2 separate regions of the Oryctolagus cuniculus genome follow, and region 2 is linked to region 1. The links are chromatin contacts, called in public Hi-C maps. All regions are on one chromosome and are shown on one strand. Each heading gives the region's core, a stretch centred on a gene start, on an enhancer-like site or on the middle of the called end of the contact. The rest is flanking DNA. Distances are from core to core; before and after follow the strand shown. Region 1 overlaps CDK17 (cyclin dependent kinase 17). Region 2 holds the start of CDK17 (cyclin dependent kinase 17).

The links. Hi-C and Micro-C count contacts between places; a contact is called where the count stands out from the background.
Region 2: a contact with region 1 is called in a Hi-C map of an unstated tissue, with 2.9 times the contacts expected there. The contact joins the promoter of CDK17 here to the enhancer-like site in region 1. A contact is called at or near these places in 2 of 6 Hi-C or Micro-C datasets (liver and an unstated tissue).

Annotation. Positions count from the first base shown.
Region 1 is chr11:99,125,018-99,131,003 of mOryCun1.1, reverse strand. CDK17 (cyclin dependent kinase 17) reads left to right here. Exons shown (of 17, transcript XM_051845785.2): 16 at 404-481; 17 at 1,009-3,098. The coding sequence ends at 1,046. Among named protein-coding and RNA genes, the nearest start is that of ELK3, 78 kb to the right of the region's middle. Within about 2 kb of position 2,868, at least 1 of the 8 cell types and tissues checked has an H3K27ac peak or open chromatin away from gene starts, as enhancers often do.
Region 2 is chr11:99,227,775-99,233,965 of mOryCun1.1, reverse strand. CDK17 (cyclin dependent kinase 17) reads left to right here and starts at 1,407. Exons shown (of 17, transcript XM_051845785.2): 1 at 1,407-1,546.

The DNA.
Region 1 (5,986 bases), core at 1,619-4,118:
TTCTTTGCTTTATTTCTTGTCACAGTGAACACATTGCCACTACTGTATAAGAAATCAGTAGCACCTAGGCAGAGGTCATCACTCTTATTAGACTTAGGTTGGTACATACTACCTCATGACAGCCATTGTCCTTAGACCCAATCTGGATTCGATTCAGAGTTGTTAAAAGTGGATTTCTGGGCCGGCGCCATGGCTCACTAGGCTAATCCTCCACTGCTTGGTTTTCTCCTCAAAACAGAAAAGGAAAAATCTTACAGCAGGACTACAACCTTATACGTGTAGTAAATGTTCTGTGTTGAATCAGCATATGCTTTTTAAACATCTTTCTTTAGTTAGGTTGTATTTGTTTTAAATAATGTTAGACCTTCATCGGATAATTTGTGTCCAAAATTTTGCATTTTAGGTGTATCAATATTCAGTTTGAAAGAGATTCAGTTGCAAAAGGACCCGGGTTTTCGAAATTCTTCTTATCCAGAGACAGGTGTGTTTGTCATAAACCATTTCACGTGTCGATCATGAATTTTTGTATGGAACCAAGCTTTTGGTTTATAAATTGATCAGTAAAATTATTGATGTACAAACCAATGTACAGTGCATTCCACAACTGTGTCTGTTTAGCATTGCACGTCCTCACTTTTCTGTATGATGTGGGCAGCTCAGTAAACCTTCAGAGAGGAATCTGACTCAGTCAAGTCAGGGATACTGAAAGCTGCAGATGGCACAAAGACCTTTTGCAAGTCACCTGGCTTGATCTGCACGCGCCATCCGTGGTACCTGAGGCAGAAGACACATCTTGTGCTTCTCTAGTCATCAGGCTCTTCACTTCGAAGCACAGAAGCTGTAGACTGACCCCATCAACAAAAGGGCCCTTTAAGAAAGTGCTGATCATTCTTACGGTGGAATATCAGCTTTTGCTGGTGGGAACATTAGCTTCCTAGAGTCACCAAATACTGTATGTGGGATAAAACTGAACCTTGAACTGCCTCATAAAATGACTTTATATTTTAGGACATGGGAAGAACAGAAGACAGAGCATGCTCTTTTAAGTCTGATAACATGGTTTCAAGCCCAGCCCCCAGCCTTTCTTATCAATCAAGGACTCAGATCTGAAGGCAATTATTTCTTTTGGTGAACTTGGAATCTCCGTTTGTCTACACTGTCCTCTTCGCAGTGGAGTCTTTTTATTTCAGACCTACAGATTGTTTTTATATTTGTTGTCACAGTGTGACAATGTTTTTGTACAGTCAGTTTTCAGGTCTTCTCTGCCATTAGAGCCAGTAGGTTACAGCTATTGATGTAACTGTAGCTGCAATTTTTGTGCAGGACTGAGAAACACAGTGCATTATTTATTGCGGAATCATTGCTGCTAAGTAACTACTGTCTGTTTAACACAATAGTTGGATGCCTGAAGTTGCAGTGGCTTTATTATATGTGAATGCATATGTTTTTCCTCACGAATTGTTTTACTGCTGCATTGTTTGTTTGTTTGTTTGTTTGTTTGTTTTTAAAATTAAACTGCAGTGTTTCCTGGAATGTAAATTAGCTTTGCTTAACAGTAAAATAAGTGAGCCATCTTGAACACTCTAAGTTCATGCTGTATAATTTCTTATTGAACATTAATAAAGAGTAGCTAAGAGATTGATAAACACATTATGTCTAGGAAAGTATGTGATGCAGAATTTGATTCAAGAAAGTGAACATCTGACATTTTGGAGATTTCACATTAGACTAATAAAGCACCAAAATCGCTCATTTTTACCTATTATTCCTCATTTTAGAAATGTCTGCTGTATATTACTGGATATCTGTATACTAATACACTCATCTATTTTACCTTGTCCTTTAATTTAGTTAAAATTTAGCCATATAAGTCAATTCAAGCATAAAAGGTCCTGCTTTTATTTGTTTTAAATACATTTCTTTTTTTATTAGAAAGGATGATCCTTCATTGGGGAACAGTTTCTTTCATTTGGGGGCTGTGTGTATTTCTGTAACATTCACTTGGAATCAGCTTAAAGCTGTAATATGTCCTTGAATGAGCCATGATAAATTGCAAATGAAAGAAATGAGAACTTAGAGGACTGCTTTAAAGCATTGTAGGTATTATCTGTTTACTAGAGATACTAAATATTAGTTTTAAGAGAACATCATAAACACTTTGGTGTTGGAAACAGTGTTTTAAAAGCATTTGTGTTCACTTTTAAGGACTATTTGTTTAGTGCATCTTATAAACTATAAATCTTACTTGGTATATTTTGAAATGGTCATGTAAATTTTTGCCTTATATCATGAAAATAGTCATAACTTAATTTTTTTTCCTGGCATTCACTGTAAAACATTCAGGGGTCCTACCATTTCTGTTCAGGAAATCTTGTAGTTTATTGTTATTTAACAGTATTAAGTGAATTTTTGTATATTTCATTTTAACTTTATTTGTGAATAGTGATTGTGGCATGTTTGGGGGTGTTATTTTAATATTTTCATGATACTGAAGTTTTAATTTTAAAAAAAATGTTCTGGAAGAAACAGACTCATGTTGTAATGGTGAATATTGGACCACTACTGCTTTTCACATTTGTAAGTTGGTTTTATGTTAAACCCTGTAGCCTAACAAACTGCTGTTATTTCTAACTGACAGACATGTATTAATATTGTACTTTGAAGGTTATAAATATTATGTGAAAATTCCTCCATTTTGTTTTGAAATTTATAATAACAAAATCTCCATGTTGTTAAAATGTGGTTTTGTTGAGTCACACTTCTTTCTTAGGGAAGAAAACTGAGTAGTGGAATTTTTTTTTAATGGGTCATTCTTAAAATAGCACTGTCTCACTGTGCCAAAAGTGATGCTTTGTATTTTTGCTGACCGTTTATTAATCTCTGCTGTAATTTTACAGGATAGCACTCTTAGTTACAAAGTATCAAACTTAGTATTTCATATTGTAAAGATTTGATTTGTTGCAAACTTGGCATATAGTTAGTTATTCTAAGTGTGATTCTTGAATATAAAAGGTGAAGAAGTATATCCAGTTGTTACATAAAATTCTTCCTTGGGAGGTTCTGAGGTATTCATTTTATTAAGAAATTTGGCAGGCAAATGAATGTATTTTGTTTTGTTTGATAATTGAGCACCATTCAGATCCTGAAAACTCTGAAGTGAAGACAGTTGAAACTCAGAAATTTTGAACCTTGACCACTTATGGTTCCTCTTAAACTGACAAGGTTCTTAAGGTAAGAGAAGGTATTTCTTTTATTTTGAATGTGTCACTCCTGGTCTGTAGAGCAGCTGCACACTGTTGGCTCCCTTATCAGTTTAGAGTCAAAAGACTAATTAGTTATTAACATGCTGTGGTTATCTTTTAGATTCAAGATAATTCATGTGGATTTTCTTTACCTTTTTTTAAGTTGTGTTAAGATATATGCAACATAAAATGTTACCTACTTGTAAGTACAGAATTCAGTGGTGTTAATTATATTAACAAAGTTGTATGATAATTACCACCATTCCAGAATTGCCCATCACTTCAAACTTACTAAGAAATAATTCCCTATTTAGTCTCCCCACCCGGCTCCTGATAACCTCTAATCTACTTCCTGTCTCTGTGGAATCTGTTTTTGATATTTTTTATAAATGGAATTATACCGTATTTGTCCTTTTTGTGTTTCACTTATTTAATTTAGTTTAGCATAGTATTCTGATGGTTCATCCATTTTTGGCATTTACCAGAACTTCATTTCTTCTCATGGCTAAATAATAATGTATTATAAATATATATATTTTGTTTATCCATTCTTCAGTTGAGGGTCACTGGGGTCCCTCCCTCCCTGTTTTAGCTGTTGTAAGTAAGACTGCTGTTGGCCAGCACTGTGGCTCACTAGGCTAATCCTCTGCCTGCAGCGCCGGCACCCCGGGTTCTAGTCCCGGTTGGGGCGCTGGGTACTAGTCCCAGTTGCTCCTCTTCCAGTCCAGCTCTCTGCTGTGGCCCAGGAGGGCAGTGGAGGATGGCCCAAGTGTTTGGGTTCCTGCACCCACATGGGAGACTGGGAGGAAGCACTCGGCTCCTGGCTTTGGATCGGCACACAGCACTGGCCGTGGCGGCCATTTGGGGGGTGAACCAACAGAAGGAAGACCTTTCTCTCTGTCTTTCTCTCACTGTCTATAACTCACTTTCTCTGTCTCTCTCTCTCACTGTCTAACTCTGCCTATCCAAAAAAAAAAAAAAAAAAAAAAAAACTGCTGTGAACATGGTTGTAGACATATCTGTTGAGTTCCTGTTTTCAATTCTTTTAACTGTAAAGAGTGGAATTGTAAAGTCATGTGATAATTCTGTATTTAGCTTCATGAGGAACCATCAAATTGTTTCCCACAGCAGTTGTTTTACATTCCCTGTAGTAGTGCGCGAGAATTCAAATGTTTCCTCATCCTCACCAATACCCAGTTTCCCTTTTCTATTACTATATCCTCACCAGTACCCATTTTCCTTTTTCTACTGCTATATCCATTTTAATAGAAGGGAAGTGGTATCTCCTTGTAGCTTTGATTTGTCTTTACCTAATGATTAGTAATGTTGGGCGTCTTTTCATGTTTGGTTTTTTTTTTTTTTTTGCCATTTATATATTTACTCTAGAGACATGTCTGTTCATATACTTTTTTATATAGTTTACAGTGTTTCTTTTTTTAAAAAAATATATTTATTTATTTATATTAGAGGCACAGTTTCAGAGAGAGAGAGGGAGAGACAGATATTCATCTGCTGGTTCACTCCCCAAATGGCTGCAACAACTCTGGGTGGGCCAGGCCAAATCCAGGAGCCAGGACCTTTATCTGGGTCTCCGATGTGGGTGCAGGGGCCCAGCCACTTGGGCCTTCTGCTGCTTCTTTCCTAGTCAACATTAGCAGGGAGCTGGATTGGAAGTGGAGTAGCTGGGGTCGGCGCTGTGGCAAAGCAGGTTAAAGCCCTGGCCTGAAGCACCAGCATCCCATGTGGGTGTCAGTTCTGGTCCTGGCTGCTCCTCGTCCGATCCAGCTCTCTGTTATGGCCTGGGAAAGCAATAGAAAATGGCCCAAGTCCTTGGGCCCCTGCACCCTCATGGGAGACCCAAAGGAAGCTCCTGGCTCCTGGCTTTGGATCAGCGCAGCTCCAGCCATTGCGGCCTTCTGGGGAGTGGACCAGCAGATGGAAGACCTCTCTCTGTCTCTACCTCTCTCTGTAACTCTTTCAAATATTTAAAATAAATCTTTAAAAAAAAAATAAGGAAGTGGAGCAGCTTGGACTCAAACCAGCTAAACCTGTTATGCCACAATGCCAGTTCCTACTTTACCCATTTTAGGAGTTTTATAGTTTTAGCTCTTTGATTTAGGGCCTTAATCAATTTTGACTTAATTTTTACATATTGTATAAGGTAAAGTCTACCTTCATTCTTTTACCTGTGCCTGTTTTTCCAGCACCATTTGTTGGAAAGATTTATCTTCCCTCCTAGAAAGATATGACACCCTTGTCAAAAATCAGTTGATCATAAATGTGAGGATTTATTTCTGTGTTCTCAGTTGTGATCCATCAGTCTGTGCATCTATATATCTATCCATAAAGACAGTACCACAATGTTTTGAGTACTGTGGTAGCTTGCCTAATTATTCTGACTAGAATTTCCAGGAAAATAAATGTTGAATAGAAATTGTAAAGTAGGCTTCCTCTTGTTTCTGACTTTAGAGGGAAAGCTTTCAGTCTTCCACTGTTGAATATGGTATGTGCTGTGGGTTTTTCTTTTTTAAAGATGTACTTTATTTGTTTATTTGTTTATTTATCCATTGGTTGACTCCTCAAATGGCTGCAACAGCCAGGGCTGGTCTAGGCAGAAGCCAGAATCCAGGAGCCTGGAGCTCCATCTAGGTCTCCCATGTGGATGTCAAGGGCCCAGGTACTTGGGCCGTCTTTTCCTCCTTCCCAGGTGCATTGGGCAGGGAGCTGAATTGGAAGCAGAGAAG
Region 2 (6,191 bases), core at 158-2,657, 100 kb before region 1:
AATTGCATTCAAAATATATTGTCTACCTCCAGTGTTAAAATGGGAACAATATTTACATCTCACTTCACAGGCCTTTTATGTGGTTAAGGTTTTTTTTTTCCTTGTTTAGGTTTTCTGCATCCGGTCTCTTTTTCTTTTTTTCAATCCTCTCATCACCTCCCTCTAGGGGTTTAAGTTTGTTTTCACTTCATGCTTTTATCCTTATTAGTGGGAAAAAATGGGTCAGTATTACTTTAGTTTGTCTTCACTTTCACTCTGCTGTTCATTCCTGAACTAGCTTTTAACCTCTGGGAAAGAAGAAAGTAGAAACATTTGCAGAAACTGGGCCAACCTGTGGAAGCCCGCCTCCCCCAGGAAAACAAACCTAACCAGGTGCACTGGTGGTCCGTGGTGCTCTCAGCACACCTGTAGCTCCCTCTCACCACGCTCCGGTTTTTAATTATAATTGTTGATCATCCTTCACTGGGGTTAGCCTCCTGGCCTCCTGAGGACCCAATATTTTTGGTAGTATTATACATAAAATTGTAGCTTAACTTGTAAACTGCGTGTGTTTGCGTGACTGCTGCACCAGTACCCAACTCACCACACACAACGAAGGGAGAGTTTGCAGCAATCCACACGGGTCCTTTGACATCAGCCTTTTAGAAGGACCAAAAACAGGCGCATTGATACTTTGCACAATAATTATTTGGATCTTTGCAAGCAAGAGTTGTGTGTGCTGGGGGTGGGGGTGGGAAATGAAGGGGCTGACTTATTCAGATAATTTCTTCCCCGGTCTTCCTTGACAGCCACTGCTTACTTTTTTCACTCCCGAAGGGTCGTCCCCAGCCCAGACCCCCGCCTGGGGGCAGGGGGTTTCCTGGGGATACCCCGCCCCGCCCTTCAGGCCCCACCCCCTGCCCGCCGGCTCCGCCCCCATTGCCGCCGCCGCCGCCGCCGGCAGGGGTCGCGCTGCCCCCGGCGAGCGGCTCAGGCGGGGGTGGGGGAAGCTCCCGCGGCCGGTCGCCTTTCTCTGCCGCTGCTGGTTGGATCGTTTCAATAAAAGTCTTTTTTCTCTCTGGCTCGCTCTCCTCCGGGGAACAGGCGGAGGCGTCAATCCGCAGCCGCCGAGTGAGAAAGCGACGCACACGCAGCGACCGAAAGCGGCCGCCCGCCGTCTCCTCAGCGCCCCACGGTCCGGCCCCAGAGCAGAGAAGAAGGAGCCCGCGCCCGGCCGAGCCGCCTCAGCCGGGCGTCGGCGCCTGCCTGTCCGCCTCGCTCCCGCCCCAGTTTCTCCGAGGGGATTAGGGGGCCGCCCGCGCGACTCGGCGGCCCGGGAGCCATGTTGACCGGGGGGCTTGGCAACGCGTGAGACACCCGCGGCCCCTCCCGGAGGCTCCGGACCCTGGGCTACAGCCGGAAGGCGGCTGCGGCGACGGAGGCCTGCGTCTCGCAGACGCCTCGGATCTGCCGACCGCTGGGACCCAGACCTGCATCCGGTCGCCGCGGGCGTCGGCGGAGCCGCTTTCCCTCCGCGCCTCGCCCGAGGCGGTCCCCGCACTTGCTGGTGAGTTGGCGGCCGCGCCTTCCCCGCGCTGCCGGGCCGACCCCGGGCCAAGGGGGGCCGGGAAGGTGCGTGGGACGGACGGGAGGGCCGGGCGAGGCGCTGCTGGGGGCGCAGGAGGCGCAGGCCCGGCCGGGAAGTTGGGAGCCGACCCGCCGGGCGCCGGGGGCGGGGGGCTCGCTCGCGTGTGCCTGTCACCTGTCGGGTCCCGCGCGGACCCCGGGTCGCCCAGGCATTTCCGGGGGGTGGGGTGGGGTGTGGGTGTCTGCCGGGAGCACTCCCGAGAGGCGCCTCTGGCCGCCGCCTCCGGGGCTCACGGTCGCCCTTTGGTCTCCAGGGGAGGCCGGTCTCCCCGCGGGGCGGAGGAGGGAAAGAGACAGAAAGTCCCCGGAGACACAAAGCTCCCCCTCCGCGAGGTGGAGCGGGAGGCGCGGGCGGCGCTGCCCGGGTCGAGCGCTCGGGAGGTGGGGGGTGGGGAAGGGGCGCGGGGCCGCGGGAGGTGGGCGAGGAGGCGGTGGCCCGCCGCTTGCAGCTCCTTGGAGACGCGGGGACTGTGCGCGGTGGGGAGCGAGGAGGAGGAGCCCCCGCGTGGGGAGCGGGCCGAGACAAAGCTCGGGGAGGGCAGCCGCCTGCTGGCGGGTCGCACCTCGAGTGTTGGTCCAGAGCGGAGATGGAGGGAATGTGGGAAACCCGGAGACCCGATGGCGTGGGGGGGTGCCGGTGCCCTTTCGGTCGCAGCCGCTTTTCTCAGCGTTTTTGTGCCCGATGCCTCTGCGCCCCAACTCCGCTGGATAGCTCCAGATCCCCTCCCTCTCGGCACCCCCCACACTGCCACAACTGCCTCTCCGGTGGCTTCCCCCGCGTTCTTCCCCCACTCTTCACCCACTGCTTTTTGAGTAAGCAGTCTTTTGCCTTGAGCTGGAGGAGCGTTTGCTAATGACAGGATGCCTGAGCTTGTTCTGACCCTGAACTGCCTTGAACTCCTCCCCCCCCCCCCACCTTTTCCTTTCTGGGCTCTGTAATGTCACATGGCCATTAACAATTAGCTTTTCTTCTGGAAGAAAAAAAAAAGGCAAAAGCATGTAGCTTCAGTCCGTGGCGCTTCTCCTTTATGTGCAAGCGTCCGCGGAGACACGTCGCTGGTCGTGTTCTATTAGCCCCTAGCCAAATTAATTTTCTAATACAGAAGTGGCAGATTTTGTTTTTGAGCCTTGGTCGTTCCTAGGATCAGCAAAGTGTATTTCTGGCAGCTAGGCCTTCTGTCACTTATCAGGAAATGTTTGACTTAAAGACAGGCAATTCTTGCAAACTTTGCCTTTTTTTGGGGGGGGGGGTTCTTTGTTATAGGATTTCTTTTCAAAGACGTTTGTGTAGGAAGTAACAAATCTGAGTTGCTGTGTTTTAGGTTTACTTTGTTGAACATCGGACAGAAGAAAATGAATGGCATTTTAAGACTTTTGATACGTTGAGTTGACCAGAACCTCACTGAGGCTAGAAATAAGACTAAACTAGATTGCTGGTGGTCATAGCTGGTTTTGTTCTTTTATCCGTGTAAGGAAGTGTCTTATTAAGCATTGGGTGTTGCTTTGTTAATGAAGTCATTTCAGTCTTTGTAATAACATCTGCATATTTCCATAAACAATGAGAGGGACCAAAAGAAAAATGACTGTATTTACAGAATATTCCTTATTTTATGTTGTATGAGAGGAAATTGGAATGTAAAGGGTCTTGTTATCTAGGAACCCTCTCATAGGCCAGAAGCACCAACACTTTGAATGCTGGGCTTCCAAAACAAATTGCTGAGTCTTAGAATTTAAGCTGCCTTAAAATTATTATACAAATATAATTAATTTGATTATTCTTACAGTGCAAATAAAAACATTACTTAAATGTGGAAAGAAAATAAAAATAAAACCTATGTCTTGCTGGTTGCTTCCATACTAGAAATTGCTGATGAAAGAGATTTCAGGTCACGGGCCAGTCTCTAAATCACAGGACTCTGTACCTTCTTTCACCACTTCACTGTTTTAGAAACCTTTGTGGAATTGACAGGTCATATAATTCATATTTGATATGTACAACATTTATCAAAAGGCCATATTGAAAATACATTGTTTTTTCTGTCATCTAATTAGATAATCAATCAAACTATCATTGGAAGGGATTTACTAAAAAGTTAAAGGTTTCTGAATGCTGGGATTTATTGGTAATGAAAAAATTGTTTTCTATATTTACAGGTTTTCTCATTATTTTTCAACCCTAATAAAAGCAGAATTAAAATCTTGTTACTTTTTTTTTTTTTTTTTTGACAGGCAGAGTTAGACAGAGAGACAGAGAGAAAGGTCTTCCTTTTTGCATTGGTTCACCCCCAAAGTGGCTGCTATGCGCTGGCCGGGGTGCTACGCCGATCCCAAGCCAGGAACCAGGTACTTCCTCCTGGTCTCTGATGCTGGTGCAGGGCCCAAGGACTTGGGCCATCCTTCACTGCACTCCGGGGCCACAGCAGAGAGGTGGACTGGAAGAGGAGCAACTGGGGACAGAATCCGGCGCCCCTTGTTACTTTCATAATTTGGCTATTACTAAAAGAAGATTCTATAAAATATGTAATTTATTGTTGACTTTGGATTCAGGCCCAACAAAGTAACTTTCAGTGTTACTGATACTATGCAGCCTTTCCCATGTACTCTGGTTACCAGAAAAACAAGAAGAAACTAGTAAGGAAAATTTAATTGGAAGAATAGATTCAGTGTATATGATAGTTTGGTACAACTAATCTTCTCCTAATAAGTCTTTGTTTTACAACATATAGAAAACTTAAGTTTTATTTTCTCTGTAGTATTGGATAGTTGCGTGGACTGAGAGCAGTTTTGAATGTATGTATATATATATATTTTTTACATATATATGTATTTAGTTTTCAGATACTTGTTCAGTTCTACAATTATGGCAGAAATAGATGACATGCAAAATCATTTTCTTTGCTCTGTCAAGGTTGTTTTATCTCTTATTTTCAGCATTATGTCTTCCTTTCCCCCTGCATTGATGAAACAGTAATAGCTGGAAAACATTGCAAATATTTTGTGAAGAGTGGAAGCTATGACAACTAAAGTTAGAGTTATTTAGCAGTGGAGATCATAATTACCTGTGAACAAAAACTTTTTGTCCTGTTCTCTTTGTTATTGTCCATTTGTGCTGATATTTATAGGACATCACAGTTTGCATCTTTATTGCTGTTTCTCATTCTTTGTAAAACTATAGCATCGGCTTCTGGCATTGTTCTGCATAGCTTTTATACTTCCAGGGTGGATAATTACTTAATGAATTTATTGCTGTATTGTCAACAAAGGAAAAAACCATTATATGTTAAATCCAGTTTAAAATGTATAGTTTTTGCCTACATTTTTAAAAAGAAAATCATCATTTAAGCTGTATTTTATACAATGATTATGGCATTCTGCATTTTAAATGCAGAAGATAAATAATAGGTTTATGACATTTTTAAAAAAAGATTTATTTATTTGAAAGTCAGAGTTACACAGAGAGAGGAGAGGCAGAGAGAGAAAATCTTCCATCCACTGGTTCACTTCCCAGATGGTCACAACAGCCAGAGCTGCCGATCTGAAGCCAGGAGCCCGGAGCTTCTTCCTGGCCTTCCATGTGGGTGCAGGGGCCCAAGGACTTGGGCCATCCTCTACTGCTTTCCCAGGCCATAGCAGAGAACTAGATAGGAAGTGGAGTAGCCGGGACTCGAAGTGGCATCCATATGGGATGCTGGCACTGCAGGCTGCAGCTTTACCCGCTATGCTATGGCGCCAGCCCTGGTTTATGACATTTTAAAATTAAAATGTGCTTTATGTAGCATTTGTGAAGTAAAAAACTGCCTGTAGTTGAAAACCTAGTATTTCTGCACTAGCATTCAACTTACAGTGTTGGCAATTTCTTTGAACCTGTGGAGAGAAGAGCACTTAAACTAGCTTTTAAGAATTCCTGTTGTCATTATTGGATTCTTTGTCATTATGTTCCTCCCAAGATGAGTATAGTTAGTTGCTGGTTACTTTTGATATCTGCAAAATATTGACCTGATAGAAAGAATTGTCAAAAGACCCAAAAAATCTATCAAGTGTGGCTTACTGTACCTACCCTATTTTTTATCTCCCTTTTGGCCAACTTGGAAGATCAACAGACATCTACCAGTAGATCTTTTTAATGTTTATGTTCTGCAGTAACATGGTTCTGAATGCTGTATGAGTATTTGGGGAGGTAGATTCACAGACCCCATTGGCATATTGGAATGAGGTGAAAATTATCTTACTTTCCAAAGTCTCCTTTTTGAAGTATTTTTTGATGTAACCTATTTTAATCTCCTCAGGCTGCCATAGCAGAACCATCCAGTGGGTGGCTTAAAAAGCATATATATTTTCTCACACTTTTTAAAACCAGAAGTCTGAGTTCAGGATGCCAACTTGATCAGGTTCTGGTGAGGGCCTTCTTCCTGGCTTGCGTATGGCTGCCTTTTCATTCTGATAAATCTGTTATTTAAAATATATAAGTATTTTGAATACCTTTTGTGGTCTCCTGGCATTTACCCCATGCCTACAGGTAGAGAAGGGGAGAGGGAAAGGAGGAGAGAGGTCTTTTTCTCTATTCC